5 separate regions of the Mus musculus genome follow, and all the other regions are linked to region 4. Evidence: chromatin contacts called from public HiCAR-type and promoter capture Hi-C data. All regions are on one chromosome and are shown on one strand. The core of a region is the stretch at or near the end of the contact, and the rest is flanking DNA. Distances in the headings are between cores, read along the strand shown.

Region 1 (2,700 bases), core at 171-2,670, 1.8 Mb after region 4:
CCACCATACAGAGGGATTACTATAATTAATTTTAAATCAAATAAAAATAGAGCTCTTTTCTAAGTCACACTAAACACACTTTAAGTGTTGAGCAGTCACTGGGGTAGTGGCCATCACAATGTTGAGGACTGTAGTTAGTGGAGTGGACGTAGGAGCCGAAGAAACTGAAGCTACTCAGTTAAATGTAGGAGGCAGGAATAGGACAAGTCAGAGCTGCCCAAATTAACACAATGGTGGAAGAGGAAGGTCTGGAAAGGGTGGTGGTGGCGGCTCAAGCATGATCTGAGCAGGCTAACCTGGGGTGTTAGTCCCATATACAGACCAGGCCAAAGTCTTGCTGCAGCTACAGGGCCGTGTGTGGGGCTGGACCAGACAAAATTTGGAGACGACTGTCAGAGAGGAAGGCATACCAGAAAGAAACCAAGTGGATATGCCCCTTTTAGTCCCTTCCGGCACTTGTTGATCCATCTGTCATGCATCCTTCCCCACCTAACAAGGCCACTGTACCAATCCATCCACGTAAGCAGACACAGCAAGCAAATATGAAACATTTAAAATCAGGTCATTTCTTTTTTCTTTCTTTCTTTTTTTTTTTTTTTTTTTTTTGAGACAAGGTGTTTCTATATAGCCCAGAATTCAGAGTTCTGCCTGCCTCTGACTCCCAGTGCTGGGATTAAAGCTGCATGCCACTCGCTATACATGCCACTGTACCCGGCTTCCATGGGTAACCCAACCCTTGGCTCTACTTCACGCACGGGTTCTCTGGCCTCTGAAGGGATAGCATGCTTGCAGTCCCAATCTTCCCCAAGCTGCAGGAGGAGAATTTGTGAGGCAAACCTGGCTGTCTATCAAGACCCTGACTCTGAGTAAGACTTAATCCTTTGGAATTTCAGGCCCACAGAGGATGGTGGTCCTGGGACAAAGACCTGGTGCACTGTCTCTGAACAAGGACTCTTCGAGTATGGGGTCCGGGCGGTTAGAGGTCCCTCAGAGAGACGGGTGGCCCAGGCGCGAAGACCTTCGGGAGGTGCGCCATCCAGGCACTGCCACCGATTCACACAAACTCAAGACCCACTAGCACGCAGCGTCCCCTTCCCTTCAGAGCACCGATCTCCGCCATCCCGGGATGGAGGTGAGGAAGCAGGGCCGAGCCCAAACCTCCCGTCCCCGCACCTGTCCCAGTTGGTGTCCCAGACGCCGCGCCCGGCTCGCGCTCCTGTCCAGGCCGGCGGCTCGGTCGCGCGCGTGTCTGCATCCCCGCCACCTCGCGGCTTCCCTACCGCGACCGCCGAGAAGAGAACAGCGGCCGAGCCACCGGCCAGACCACAGGCCGCCAGCTGAAGCGCCTGCCGGAAAGCCATGCCGCAAATCGCGCGACCTGACGGCGGGACGCCAGGAGCAGACTTCCGCTTCCGGCTGGTGGAAGTCCCGCCCCTTCCCCCCCCCCCGACGAATCAGGAAACGCGGCCCAGGGCGCCACCTGCCGGTGGTCGCAGGGTAGCAGGCGCAGATGCCTGCCCTTTAGTGGGTGGAAATCAGGCACTGGGGTTTATTTATTTATTTTATTTTATTTTTTTGGTTTTTCGAGACAGGGTTTCTCAGTGTAGCCCTGGCTGTCCTGGAACTCACTCTGTAGACCAGGCTGGCCTCGAACTCAGAAATCTGCCTGCAGGCACTGGGTTTATATGAATTGAAAAACCTCAAGTTTGGCACTTCAATTTGAAGTTTTTATGTTTTCATTTGTAATCTTTAAGTGTATGCATACTCTCAACTTTCACCTCCTGAATTCTTTCCATTTTTTTCCCTAAGAACCTTCTTCATTCAACTATCAACCCTCCATTCCCCACCCCTAGTCCCTGGCACCTACCATCGCGCCTCCAAGTTTTACCGCTCTAGTTGCTTTTGACCAATTGACCGGGTCCTTCTGTGTAGGAAAGGTGTCCACCTGCTCTTCCAGGGCCATTGTACCCAAGGCCTAGGGACTAGACTGGCAGGCCCACGGACTTACAGCTCCAGGCTTGGGCTTTAACTACCAAGCGGCCCAGCACTTGGCAGCTGTTATAATTTTCATCTTTGAGCAACAATGAACAGCAGCAGGCATTTGGTAATATTACTGCTCCTGAATGAACCTCTAACCTCAGACATTCTCAGAACCCTTGGCCTTCCACAATGGCTAAGGCGGTCCTTTGGCTAGACAGCTCCCTAAAAGTCTTAGCAACAGGATCTGTTTTTTCCACAGCCTTCTTTCACCTCAGCTCTCTATTCTCTCTAGCCTCAGCCTTTTGGTGTTCCTAGCTCAGCCTACCCTACTATTGATAAAAATAAATTAAATTTTTTTTACAAAAACCCTCTAAGGCCTGACATACCAAAAAAAAAAAGGATACAGAGGCTGTATTTCACACTGACTGAAACGTGAGTTTCAGTCGGCTTATATATAAAGAGAAAAGGGTGTTATGGCAAGGGTCTTAGCCCCAATCCTGGCAGTCCTTCATGCACGTTTGAATCAATCGCAGGTTTTCTGCAGAGCCACCAAGGGAGAGCCTCCCCCTGGCCTGGATGAGACGATTGCAAGGTCATCAGAGTTCACTACCATGCTGTCTTGCTCAGTGTCGGTGGAGGCTGTCTGGACAGATCATGACTGGAGCAAGTCTTCCACGGAGGTTCTGGTGGCCCATATGACTGCAGAGGTGTCTGCCCAGT
Region 2 (2,700 bases), core at 127-2,626, 1.7 Mb after region 4:
TGCACCAATATAAGAAATTATTTGGAATAAGACTTTCATTTTGACTAGTGGCCGAGTAAAGTTTAAGTTCCTAAGGCCTATTGGGAATTGACATCCTACTTGGCAGAAAGAAATATGTACATGGGTACTGTGACAAGTTAGGACATGAATGTTAGGTAAGTCAAGTCCCTGCAAGTTGAGTACCCAGATCAATGGGAGCAGGGTACATATACAACAAAGACAAGTTCCTAAGTAAACCCTCTATCCCTAAATCCTGATTGGTGGAATAATTTAGCACAGATGTTTGTGGATTTTAGGCTTAAAAACTCTATATAATCTTAACTGGGGGGTGGGGGTGAGGGTCACAGTTCAGTTCCCAAATGTGAACAGTGGCCCAGCCAATCACATTAGAGATTACCTAATATCCACCCCCCAATAAGAAGGCCCACACACCCTTGACTGCGGACACCATTTCAAAAAATGTGACCCACATACTGCTTGTTTCTTCAGAATAAACGCTCTTTGTCTTTGCATATTATCTATGTCTGGGGTCTTCTTCGGCGATTTTCAGACCGGTACAAATCCATGTTCCCGGAGGCAGCCACTGCTACTTTTATATCCTTTCAAAAGTATTTGAGTAAATCTTTGTAGACATAGGCAAAGACGCATTTCCACATATATTTACAAATGTGTCTGTGTATGTGTTTTCTTTTTACAAAACAAACAAACAAACAAACAAACAAACAAACAGATGTTTAATACTTTTTTGAAGCTGTTCACCAGCAAAGACATTACTCCGAGCTGCTCAAGAACCACTGTGTGTGGACTTTGCTTCTCTGTCTTCAGTGACTTTCTTCCAGGGCATTGTTTTTGCCAGTGTTTCTCTCTCACCGGGGGGTCACCAACATGCTTGTAGCATACAACTCGGGAATGACACAAGATCCTAAGAAACAGGATTTAAAGATACCGCAAATCAGCCCTCAGAGACGAGTTACCTGTTTCTATTCTAATTGACATCTTAAATTATGCTCCTTGCGAAGGGCTGGCCCACTGTACCAAGCTTTCACATTTTGTAATCTGACGTGTGAAAATAGCACCTTATCTCGGAATTACAAGTGAGGTTTTAAGGACCTTCCGATCTATAAGTTACTCGGTCTTTTTTTTTTTTTGGCCCGAATCTAACATGGTGCCCTCCACAGCTACTTCCGTGCTTTTGCAGGAAGGTAAGTGCGCCTGCCTGCCAGCATCAAAGATGGCAACAAGGTGCACATTCTCTCATCTGCGCAGGCTCCGATCGCTCCGCCCCGCCCCCTCCGGATAGCCTTTTCTGGCACCGCTCTAGCCGTCGCTCTCGGTGGGCACGGCCGCCAGCCAATCACAGGGCGTACCGCTCTGCTCCCCTCCCCCTCGCCTCCCGTGGATCAGCTGGGGTACCCGAGATGTCTGTTGACAGCGGTGGCGGCGACTGTAAGGCCGGTTCCGGGATCCGCGCAGGGCGTGGGGTAAGCTGGCCGGCGGGTGGGGTCCTGGCTGGGGAGGCAGGCGGCGGCCAGGCTATAGCAGCGGTGCTGAGCGTTTTTTAAGTAGTCCCTGAGCCGGCGTTTCTGGGTCTCTGTAGATGTGAGTCCTATGGAGCTACACGGGGAAGAGCAGCCGCCGCCGCCGCAGGAACCCTGGGGGAGGCTTCTTCGTCTAGGCGCAGAGGAGGACGAACCCCAGATCCTTCTTTGGAAACGCGAGTGGACCATCGGAAGGAGGAGAGGTGCGGTGGCCAGAGTGGAGTGAGGACGAGGATAAAGGCTAAAGGGGTAGACAGGGATGAAGCATAGGGACCTAAAGTGGGTACCCAACTGAGAGGAGACCGAGGGCCTAGAACAGGATCGAAGACCTAGTCAGAGTGGGTTTAGATGGGGAAACCGACAGGGGGTTTGAAGTGGGAAAAGTACCCGGCTGGCGATACAGAAGCTACTGGAATTCGGGGGGTGTGTGTGTGTGCACTGTTTTTCAACCCCCCCCCCCCCCCATAAAATGGGCTTATTTATTTGTGCAGTTGCTCTTCTGGATGCTTGATGATGGATATCAGTCAGTTCTCAGTACAACTTTGTGAAATAGATCTGTAAATATATCCTTCGAAATACGATCTTGTCCTCATTACTGTACACTTCTCTTTCTCAATGAAATGCAATTAGAAATTATTAACAAAAGGAAAACTGAAAAAAGGTATGTAGAAATTTGACACCACTGTTAAAAGGTTGACGGGTGAAAAAAAATAAACCACAGGGACTTTAGAAAAAATGTTTTGTGACAAATGAGAACAAAGAATATGCTGGAAGACTAGGACACTGTTAAACCAGTGCTCTGAGGGCAACTTATAATGGCAGGGTTTCTATTTGAAAAGATCTCAAAGTCCCAGGAAATAGAATAATTTATTTAATGAACTTAGGAAACTGAGAATTTGAACAAAGTTATACACAGATCCCAACATCGATTGCTTTGGGTCAAGGACATACATTTCTTTTTTTCGTTTGTTTTTGTTTTTGTTTTTTTTGGGGGGGCGGTTATGAGGCAGGGTTTCTATGTATAGCCTTGGCTGTCCTGGAACTCACTCTGTAGACCAGGCTGGCCTCAAGCTCAGAAATCCACCTGCCTGTGCCTCCCGAGTGCTGGGATTAGGACATAGATTTCTATAACTTGTGTCCACCTTATTTTGCTAGGAGGATT
Region 3 (2,700 bases), core at 50-2,549, 1.4 Mb after region 4:
TAGAAGCCTTTTCTTTCTCTATGTAATAAAGATTGGAACACATTTTTTTTTTTTTCATCCAGATTGAGTGAATCCTTGCTGCGCCCATGCTTGGTCTTTTGCTCCATATGCATATGTAAGTATGGATGTGTGTGTAAGTATAAAATTGTGAGAATGTCTGCTTGTGTGTGTGTAAGTATGTAATTGTGAGAATGCATGAAAGCTGGGCCCAGCTGGGTTTGAATAAAAATGAATAAATGAGCATGAATGAAGCTCAATATGAATTTATGTGAGATTATGCATATTTGCTTATGTAAAAGTTTTTCCTTCTTAGAGTGTTATTCTCTTCTCCTGGTTCAATAGAAGTCTACTGCTCCAAACTCCCTCCCAGCAGGAGGCATCTGGACAATAGGGCAAAGGGTCTAGCAATTAATCCTTTACTTAATCTCCTGCTGTTTTAGGATGAGGTGCTGAGTGCCAGAAACTGTGATTTCTGGCCTCAGAGGATCACAGAAGGCAGGTCAGCTACAACAGCATAGTAACTTAGACTTAGATAAGTAAACATTTTATTATACAGCAACCCTAAATTTTCGGTGAGACAAAGTCTTACCCTAGAATCTCAAAAGACAAAAGTCTTTCCCTCAGCCTACTCTTCCCCCTCCGCTTCCTCAATAAGACCAAAACCAAAAAAGAAGAAACACCCCACGCTGGGGCTGGCCCACTGCATAACTGCATCCTTTTAAACTGATTATTAAGATTGAAGCAAAAATAAATTACACTATGACTATAACAAACCAGAAATTAATAAGCCTATTAATTTCTATAAACTATTGTTTCCCCAAATCTCTCTTTAATTGTTAATACCCTTCCGCTTATGGGACAGATTGATAACTCCCCTGCAAGTTGAGTAATGGGCTATGCAAGCTCCCTACCTTGATTCAAGGAGGAAGAAGGCAAACAGCCTACTGAGGGAAGCTGTGGCTGAAGTTAGGCCCTGGTGATGACAGGGTCACTGCCCACCTAGGGGAGGAGCAAGCGGCTGAGCAGTGGCAGGTGGAGTGGTGGGGCTTCCCTGCGGTTGCGCGGGGAGACAGATGGGTAGGATATCTGAGGACTCGCACTAGTACTACAGAAATGCAGATCCCCGTAGATCTGGAAGAGGTTGGGCCCTGGACAGAAGCTTGGGCTGAGAACCTCTACACTGTGTACCTTCAGCACACTCTAACCCTAGGGGAGGTACTCGCGTCACTCAAGACTTACTGGCCAATCAGAGCCTTTAGGCGAACCTGCCAGTCAGAAGGGAAGGCGGGGTTTCCGGGTGCCTTGGTGCCGGTTTCGCTTAGTAGCTGAGCAGGCTGTGCTCTCTGTCCTGCCGCTGGATGCTGTGGAGGGTGTTAAGGCAAGCTTCGAAGTTGCGACATGGTGAGTACAAGGTCACTGAAAACAATGGGGAGAAGCAGGGGTCTGAGCAGCGCGAGCTGCTGCGGTGGGTCTTTCCCGGGACTCAGTGGGAATCTGCAACCATGTGTGAGGTCCCCTGAGGTCCTAGCCACTCGCGGGACCCAGCTATAGCCTCTGAATAACTTCACTGTGTGGGATGCATCTGTGCAGAGCATTTGGCCTGTGTGTAGAAAGATCTTTGGCTTGATCCCAAACTCAGAGAGTCCTAGTTTCTACAAGTTCTGTTGTTAGCATTTGACATTAAGGTGGACAATCCATTTGGAGTTAATTTTGTGGAGGTTGTGTGCTGGGTAGCAATCCAATATCAAGCTGTGATGTAAAAGTGCAGGATTGATGATGTAAAGGATTTACTAAAGCTTAGCGGATAGTAAGGCACTCCAAGTAGAATTTAGCTGAGGGTGCACTGCATGTAACACATCCCACAGATAAGTAATGTGCTAACCAGGGCATTTAGAGTATAGGTTACTAGGATACACATGCTTGTTCACCAGGATTGCCCAGATATATGGTTCCAAACCATAACAAAGGAAACAAACTTGATTTACAGCAAGCATCTAGGCCCATCTCCATATCAAAGAGCAGGCCTCTAACCAGCTGCTCAATGAGGCATTACAGGATCACAATCTACAGTAAGGCCTGGTGTGCCATAAAGGTTCTGTTTTCTTCTTGAGAAAAGCATAGTTCTGACACATTGGCAAGATGACACATAGTGACAGCCATGTGAAAGGGGGAAAAAGAAAAGAGAAGAAAACTTTTGTATTATTGAGTACTGGCCTGATCAAGCTGTAATTTCCCTGAGGTCCCCATGTCTGGAGCAGGACACAGCTCCTTCTGAAACCCAGGAACATGCTTGGCTGAGCCAGTCACAGCCTGGGGCCTACTCAACTGGGTCCTTGGGAGCTTACCCTGAGGCCCTGGGTATAGAGATAAAACCAGGGCCTTTTCTAAAATCAGGAATACACTTGGGAGAGCTGGTAATGGTCTGGGCCCAGGGCCTTTGGGAGGAGTTGAATCAGATTCTGAGAGCACAACTTCCCACCATATGGGGCTGTGGTTATCAGTTCCAAGGCCACTAGAAGTTTGGTCAGAAATGTTTTTGAGAAACCCTGAGTTGTCCCTTGTGCAGCAGTGTTTGATTAGCCTTCTCCTGAGTGTGTCCCATTGTCTGATGTTTCTGTAAACTTCATACTTTCTTCATCTTTCTGCTGACTTCAGAGGTGTCTCCCATCTCCTCCCTTTTCCCTCATGTCAATCGTGTAC
Region 4 (2,700 bases), core at 156-2,655:
GAGCAAGCTGCTTCCAGGAGGCTAGGCCACTCCAGGGATTACCCCGGCATCCCTGGAGCCCTAATTTGGCCTTACCACTGCACCTTCACATGCCCCAGCACTTCTCGCTTTGTCTGTGTGTCTGGTAATGATCATTAATTCCTTTGAAACTCCACCCACTGCACCCCACCCCCGACCCTCCCTACCCAAGGAAAAGCCAGGATGCAACCACAGAGCCGGTACCTAGAAGCAAACAGTAAAGAGAGAGGAAGCCACAGCATCACACAATGAAGCTTTATTCGTTCTCAACGACTAGAGAAAAGCAAGCTCGCTGACGCCTCACTTGAGAATGCTGTCATCTTGAGCTGAAAAGTGAGAAGAGACCATGTCAAACATTATACAGACTTGGGCCACCTTACGGGGACTTGGGCTTTAAACAATCAAGAATCTAATTCCAAGAGAACCCTAACTTCATTACTAAAACCATCCTTTGCATCCCCAACTGCCTTCTCCATCTGACTGGAATCCACAGGAAGTCAACACAGAGGGGTCAGAGAGCCTGCTCAGCAGTAACCTCTCGAAAGGCAATTTGCAGATGCTACCCAAGAGAAGGGGCAGTATGCCTCTCACACTCCACTGGGCTCCACGGAGGACAGCACTGGACAAAACAGTCATGGGATGAGAGGCAGCCCCTGGTCCACTAAGCAGCAGCTACTTCCAGAAAACTCGGGGGTGTTGGGAGAGGCTAAAAGCCATACCTTCCGCCAGTTCTCTCTCAATCCGTTTCAACTCATCTAGTCTCTTCTTTTCCTCCGCTGCTATTCTCCTCTCCTCCTCTGCCCGGGGTTTTAGGTAACCTGGGGGGGAGTGGAAGCAATTAACTTCTCTGAAAATGCTGCTTCGTGAAAAAGCCGACTCCAAAATCTCCAGATAGCTGTTCCCACCTGCCCCCCTCTAGGGCCTGGCATCATCTCCCTCCCAAGGAACTGCAGGCTCGAGCAGTGTCACACAGCCTTTCACCCGGAATCCCGTTCTCCCGGTCCCCAAACTCACTGTAGCGCTTGGCGCCGTATGCCATGCCGATGATCAGAGCGGAGTACCGGCCGAACTGCAGAAGAAAACATTATAGTAGAAGGCACACCGAGGGAACAAGGGGATCGCAGGGGTCGGACATCGAGGAGTACTGGGAGAGGGAGTACGGGGCGGGTGTGTGTGCAAGGGTTGCAGGGCCGGGATTGCTCGAGACCACAGCCAGCAGTCCCAAGGGTGGGCAATGCTAAGTCACGGGAGGGGAGGGGAAAGGGGGCATAGAGGAGCTTTGAGCACCGCGCAACAACGGGGATGAGGATTCACCTTGATGAGTGGAGAGACCTGAACCGGGGGCACCATTTTGTCCGTGACCTTCGCGCCGGAAGCTCAACTGAGGCGGAAGACAGAGAATGAAAGCCGCCTCCTGAAGCCAGAAAGGCGCATGCGCCGCAGTGAAAGCGCTGCCCCCTAGCGACTGGAGGATAGCCGAGCGTTCCCACGGGGCTGGTTACTACTCTCCAGGTAGGAAGTCTAGGCTGTTAGTGTAAGCTGGCTTCAAAAGGGTGGTGACACAGAGCCTCGTTACTTCAGCACCGGCGTGTAATGACTGACCAGCCCTGGAATCTGTCGCCCACCTGTTGTGGACTGGAGCACGCAAACAATCCCTTTATCTCTTGGAACAGACGAGCACACCTGGCCGACTCCAGCGGCCCATTGGGTGCGGTGGGTTTGGGCATGAGATTACAGAACTTGTATTGGCCCTTCCTGAGAGGTCAGCAACCTTCCAGGGCTTTCCTGCAATTTCCGGCATTGGACACATATGTCCTCCGACCAGTGTTTTCTCGCCCAGAGCTCCTAATTTCCATTGGGCTTTACAGGTAATGTTCATCCAAATGAGGCTAACCCCTGCATCTCCCTGCCCACACTCTCAGGACTACAGATCCTGAGTCCTATTGACCTCCTTTTCAGGCCTCATAGAGACTGACCATGGAGCACCCAGATTGCCAAACTTACCTTTCTGCAGTCCATGTCCCCAGAGTGGGTACCTCTCTAGCAGCCATGTCGGTCTAGACCAACCCTTTGTGATCCCTTTGGCAAACACTTATCTCCAAAAGTATTTACATTATGACCCATAACAGTAGCAAGATTACAGTTATAAAGTAGCAATGAAAATAATGTTATGTATGGGGAGGGTCACATAAGGAGCTGTATTAAAGGGTCACAGCATTAGGAAAGTTGAGCATCATTGGCCTGGGATGGGGCAAGATGGAGACAAGGTGATTATCAGCTGTGTCTATTGGCAAGCATCTTTGTGTACATCTGTCATAGTATAGATTGTAGCCACCCACTGAATGGCTGGCTTTACCCCAATGCCCCATAGTGACTTGAAATCTTCCTAAGGCTGTTGATTGAACCAGCCTCCTCAGTTTTGCATTGCACCAGGGCTTGGAAAGGTACACAGTCTGTAGGGATGGGGTATCTTTTCCTGACTCTTTATAGTCCATACTTATAAAGAGAACATAATTATGAATATAAAGTGGATAAAATGCAGCAATGAAAACTGCAGGACTCATAATAGGTACCCAGCTCTCCGGGGCCATCAGAAGAGGAACCATTGCCCTAGGCTCTGGAACTTTGCCTACATTTGATCTGGAGTCAAAGCCCTAGTTCTTCTCTGTTAGAATCCTAGAA
Region 5 (2,700 bases), core at 175-2,674, 1.8 Mb after region 4:
TATTAAAAGATTTATTCATTTTATGTATGAAAGTACACCATTGCTGTCTTCAGACACACCAGAAGAGGGCATCAGAACCCATTACAGATGGTTGTGAGCCACCATATGGTTGCTGGGAATTGAACTCAGGACCTCTGGAAGAGCAGTCAGTGATCTTAACCGCTGAGCCATCTTTTCAGCCCCCCACCCCACATGGTCTCTTTAAATAAACACAATTATGAAGCAAAAGACAAAACATTAAAAGTTGTTCTCCACTGCTCTATGACATATTCCTGTACCTGTTTCTTTAAGGAATTAATACTACTTTACCCATCTGCCTATAATTAAATTTAACTTATTTATCTTGGTTTTTTTGAGACAAGGTTTTGCTACTTAGTCTTGGATGCCTCTTGGGCTGGATCTATAGACCAGGGTGGCCTCGAACACAGATATCCACATGCTTCTGTCTGGAATTAAAGATGTGCACCACCACGCCCAGCTAAATACTGAAATACATCTAAATTAGCTTTCTAATCCTGGGGCTATAAAAATAACTGGAAATTCATCTTAGCATTTCTCAAGTCATCTAGTTTGGCTTCCCTGAGACTGTTCTGAGGAGTAAGTAACATCTTTAACTGAAGATATGACCTGAAGGGTATGTATATCTGACTCTTGGCTGGTAACCTGTAAATTGAACGTGTCGGGGCCTCCACTCAGGCCTTTTTAGGCCATTCCTCAGGCCACCCTCTCCGGATAGTGAGAATTGGTCTTACCAAGTTCTCACTGGCAGGAGGTAGGATACACATTTGAACAGAACAGGCCTCCATCCTCCACTCTGCCTTCTAAAGACCACTCAGAGTACATGTGAGAAGCCTCTACACCATCACGGGCTTCCATAGCTCATGATCTGTGGGCAGAAATTAATGTGACATGCTTGTAATCACATTTCTGCGAGCTCAAGGAGGCAGATCTCCAGCATAAGGCCAGTTTGGGGATATATAGTTAAGACTCAAAAAAGAAAAACAAAGGTTAGAAAAGGACTTCAAAAATTAAAATCAGCAGCCTGGCATGGTGGCTCACATCTTTAATCCCAGTGCTAGGTAGGCTTTCGCGTTATCCGTCGGAATGGTATAGGCATTCTGCCTGTATTCCAGAGAAAATCTTCATTAACAACAGGAGGCAGAGCTGGGCTTTCTGGCCGCCGTATTCATCCTCAGCCCCTATCAGTCAAGCACTATGGCCCCAGCTCTGCTGGCTTCGGGATGACACACAGTCTGGGTGACCCAGGAGCCCGCTCGCGCTCTCCAGCAGCGACAACTCGGGGCGGCGCACCTGAAGAGCGAGCCGCGCCAGGCAGCGCGCCGAGTCCGACTCAGGACCCCGACCAAGCTGCCCGCGCCACTGCCGGGCTGCGCTCGCGTTAATCAGGACCCCGGGCTGCCTCCGGAGCCGCCTGAGGCTGCGTTCCGGGCCGCGTTCTAGCCTGATCGTTGGGAAACGGGACGGCCCGCACTGCGCGCGCAGCCCGCCTGGTCTAACCACGGCCGGGCGGAGGAGGAGGCTTGGGGCAGGCGCGACTCCCGTGGCGAGGCGAGCGGTCTTCTGAGGGCCGGAGGCGGGAGCGACGCGGGCTGCATTTGCAGCGGCCGCGCTCAAGGCCTCGGCGCCGGCGGTGGCGATGCTGTGGCAGCGGCTGGCTGTGGTGGAGTGGGCGGCCCTGGCCTGGGAGCTCCTGGGCGCCTCGGTGCTGTTCATCGCCGTGCGCTGGCTGGTCCGCCGGCTAGAGAAGCGGCCGCGGGACCTGAACCGTTGCGGGACGCTCTCCTCTCCGCCCAGCGCGTCTGAAGCGGTGGCCGCACAGCCAGGTAAGGCAGCGTCAGTCGTGGGAGGAAAACCTCACTCTCCACGCCCCCTGGATACGGTAAGACCCTATCGCGGATATTTTGGAAACTTTTGATGAGAACCCACAGCCCTGTTAGCACTTCTTCTCTCCACCTCTCTAAACTGTAATCCCATGTTTACGAGGTATGTGTTTTGTTTTTGTTTTGTTTTTTAAGATTTCTTTAGAATTTTTTAAATTTATTTTTAAGATTTACTTATTTTATGTCTATGAGTATACACTGTAGCTGTGCAGATAGTTGTGAGCCTTCATCTGGTTGTTGGGAATTGAATTTAGGACCTCTGTTCGCTCGGGTCAACCCTGCTCGCTCACTCCGATCGGCCCCCCGCCCAAAGATTTATTTATTGTTATAAATAAGTACACTGTAGCTGTCTTCAGACGCACCAGAAGAGGGCGTCAGGTCTCTTGTTGTGAGCTACCATGTGGTTGTGAGATTTGAACTCAGGACCTTCGGAAAGAGCAGTCGGTGTGCTCTTTCACCAGCCCGAGGTATGTGTTCGTATGAAGCCACTTTTCACTAACGCTCACTTTCTCCTAAATCTAGTTCTTAGTGGAAGATGAAAAGTAATTCTTCTAGAAGGAAAATGACATTTTAAGCCATTAACTCAACTTTAGAACTTTAGAGATAACCCAACCCTAACAAGATCTTACGGGTAACAGAGGCTCCATTTGCTACTATGAACTTAAACACAATTTCATTTTTTAATTACTTAGGGCTGGGTATAAAACTCAAGGCGTGGCACATCTTGACAAGTCTTCTACCACTGACATACATATCAACCCTTTCTTAGCAGTCGTTGGTTTCTTGGGGGTTTTGTTTT

Evidence for each region. Promoter capture Hi-C pulls out the DNA fragments that hold promoters and counts their contacts. HiCAR-type assays count read pairs that join an accessible place to other places.
Region 1: a contact with region 4 is called in a HiCAR-type map of astrocytes, with 7 times the contacts expected there. The contact joins the promoter of Pgam5 here to the promoter of Atp5k in region 4. A contact is called at or near these places in 3 of 39 promoter capture datasets (cranial neural crest, hippocampal neurons and second pharyngeal arch cranial neural crest) and 1 of 115 datasets of contacts at active chromatin or transcription factors (astrocytes).
Region 2: a promoter capture Hi-C map of pre-B cells shows a contact between it and region 4. The contact joins the promoter of Chfr here to the promoter of Atp5k in region 4. A contact is called at or near these places in 9 of 39 promoter capture datasets (cranial neural crest, frontonasal cranial neural crest, hippocampal neurons and 5 more), 3 of 115 datasets of contacts at active chromatin or transcription factors (astrocytes, microglia and stem cell-derived neural progenitor cells) and 1 of 9 other capture datasets (liver).
Region 3: a promoter capture Hi-C map of pre-B cells shows a contact between it and region 4, with 5 times the contacts expected there. The contact joins the promoter of AB010352 here to the promoter of Atp5k in region 4. A contact is called at or near these places in 4 of 39 promoter capture datasets (hippocampal neurons, liver, pre-B cells and 1 more).
Region 5: a contact with region 4 is called in a HiCAR-type map of astrocytes, with 9 times the contacts expected there. The contact joins the promoter of Ankle2 here to the promoter of Atp5k in region 4. A contact is called at or near these places in 9 of 39 promoter capture datasets (the 3T3-L1 cell line, cranial neural crest, frontonasal cranial neural crest and 5 more), 3 of 115 datasets of contacts at active chromatin or transcription factors (astrocytes, embryonic forebrain and microglia) and 1 of 9 other capture datasets (liver).

What each region holds. Positions count from the first base shown.
Region 1 is chr5:110,268,479-110,271,178 of GRCm38.p6, forward strand. Pgam5 (phosphoglycerate mutase family member 5) reads right to left here and starts at 1,421. Exons shown (of 6, transcript NM_001163538.1): 1 at 1,174-1,421. The coding sequence starts at 1,361.
Region 2 is chr5:110,134,454-110,137,153 of GRCm38.p6, forward strand. Chfr (checkpoint with forkhead and ring finger domains) reads left to right here and starts at 1,377. Exons shown (of 18, transcript NM_001289577.1): 1 at 1,377-1,481; 2 at 1,598-1,741. The coding sequence starts at 1,609.
Region 3 is chr5:109,865,412-109,868,111 of GRCm38.p6, forward strand. AB010352 (cDNA sequence AB010352) reads left to right here and starts at 1,300. Exons shown (of 4, transcript NM_001378279.1): 1 at 1,300-1,401. The coding sequence starts at 1,399. It overlaps Gm35089 (a long non-coding RNA gene), which reads right to left and starts at 1,209. Exons shown (of 3, transcript XR_389508.4): 1 at 912-1,209.
Region 4 is chr5:108,432,994-108,435,693 of GRCm38.p6, forward strand. Atp5k (ATP synthase, H+ transporting, mitochondrial F1F0 complex, subunit E) reads right to left here and starts at 1,406. Exons shown (of 4, transcript NM_007507.3): 1 at 1,333-1,406; 2 at 1,033-1,087; 3 at 738-836; 4 at 253-344. The coding sequence starts at 1,368. The coding sequence ends at 319. Gm34319 (a long non-coding RNA gene) reads left to right here and starts at 1,408. Exons shown (of 3, transcript XR_003955776.1): 1 at 1,408-1,530.
Region 5 is chr5:110,229,580-110,232,279 of GRCm38.p6, forward strand. Ankle2 (ankyrin repeat and LEM domain containing 2) reads left to right here and starts at 1,425. Exons shown (of 13, transcript NM_001253814.1): 1 at 1,425-1,844. The coding sequence starts at 1,658.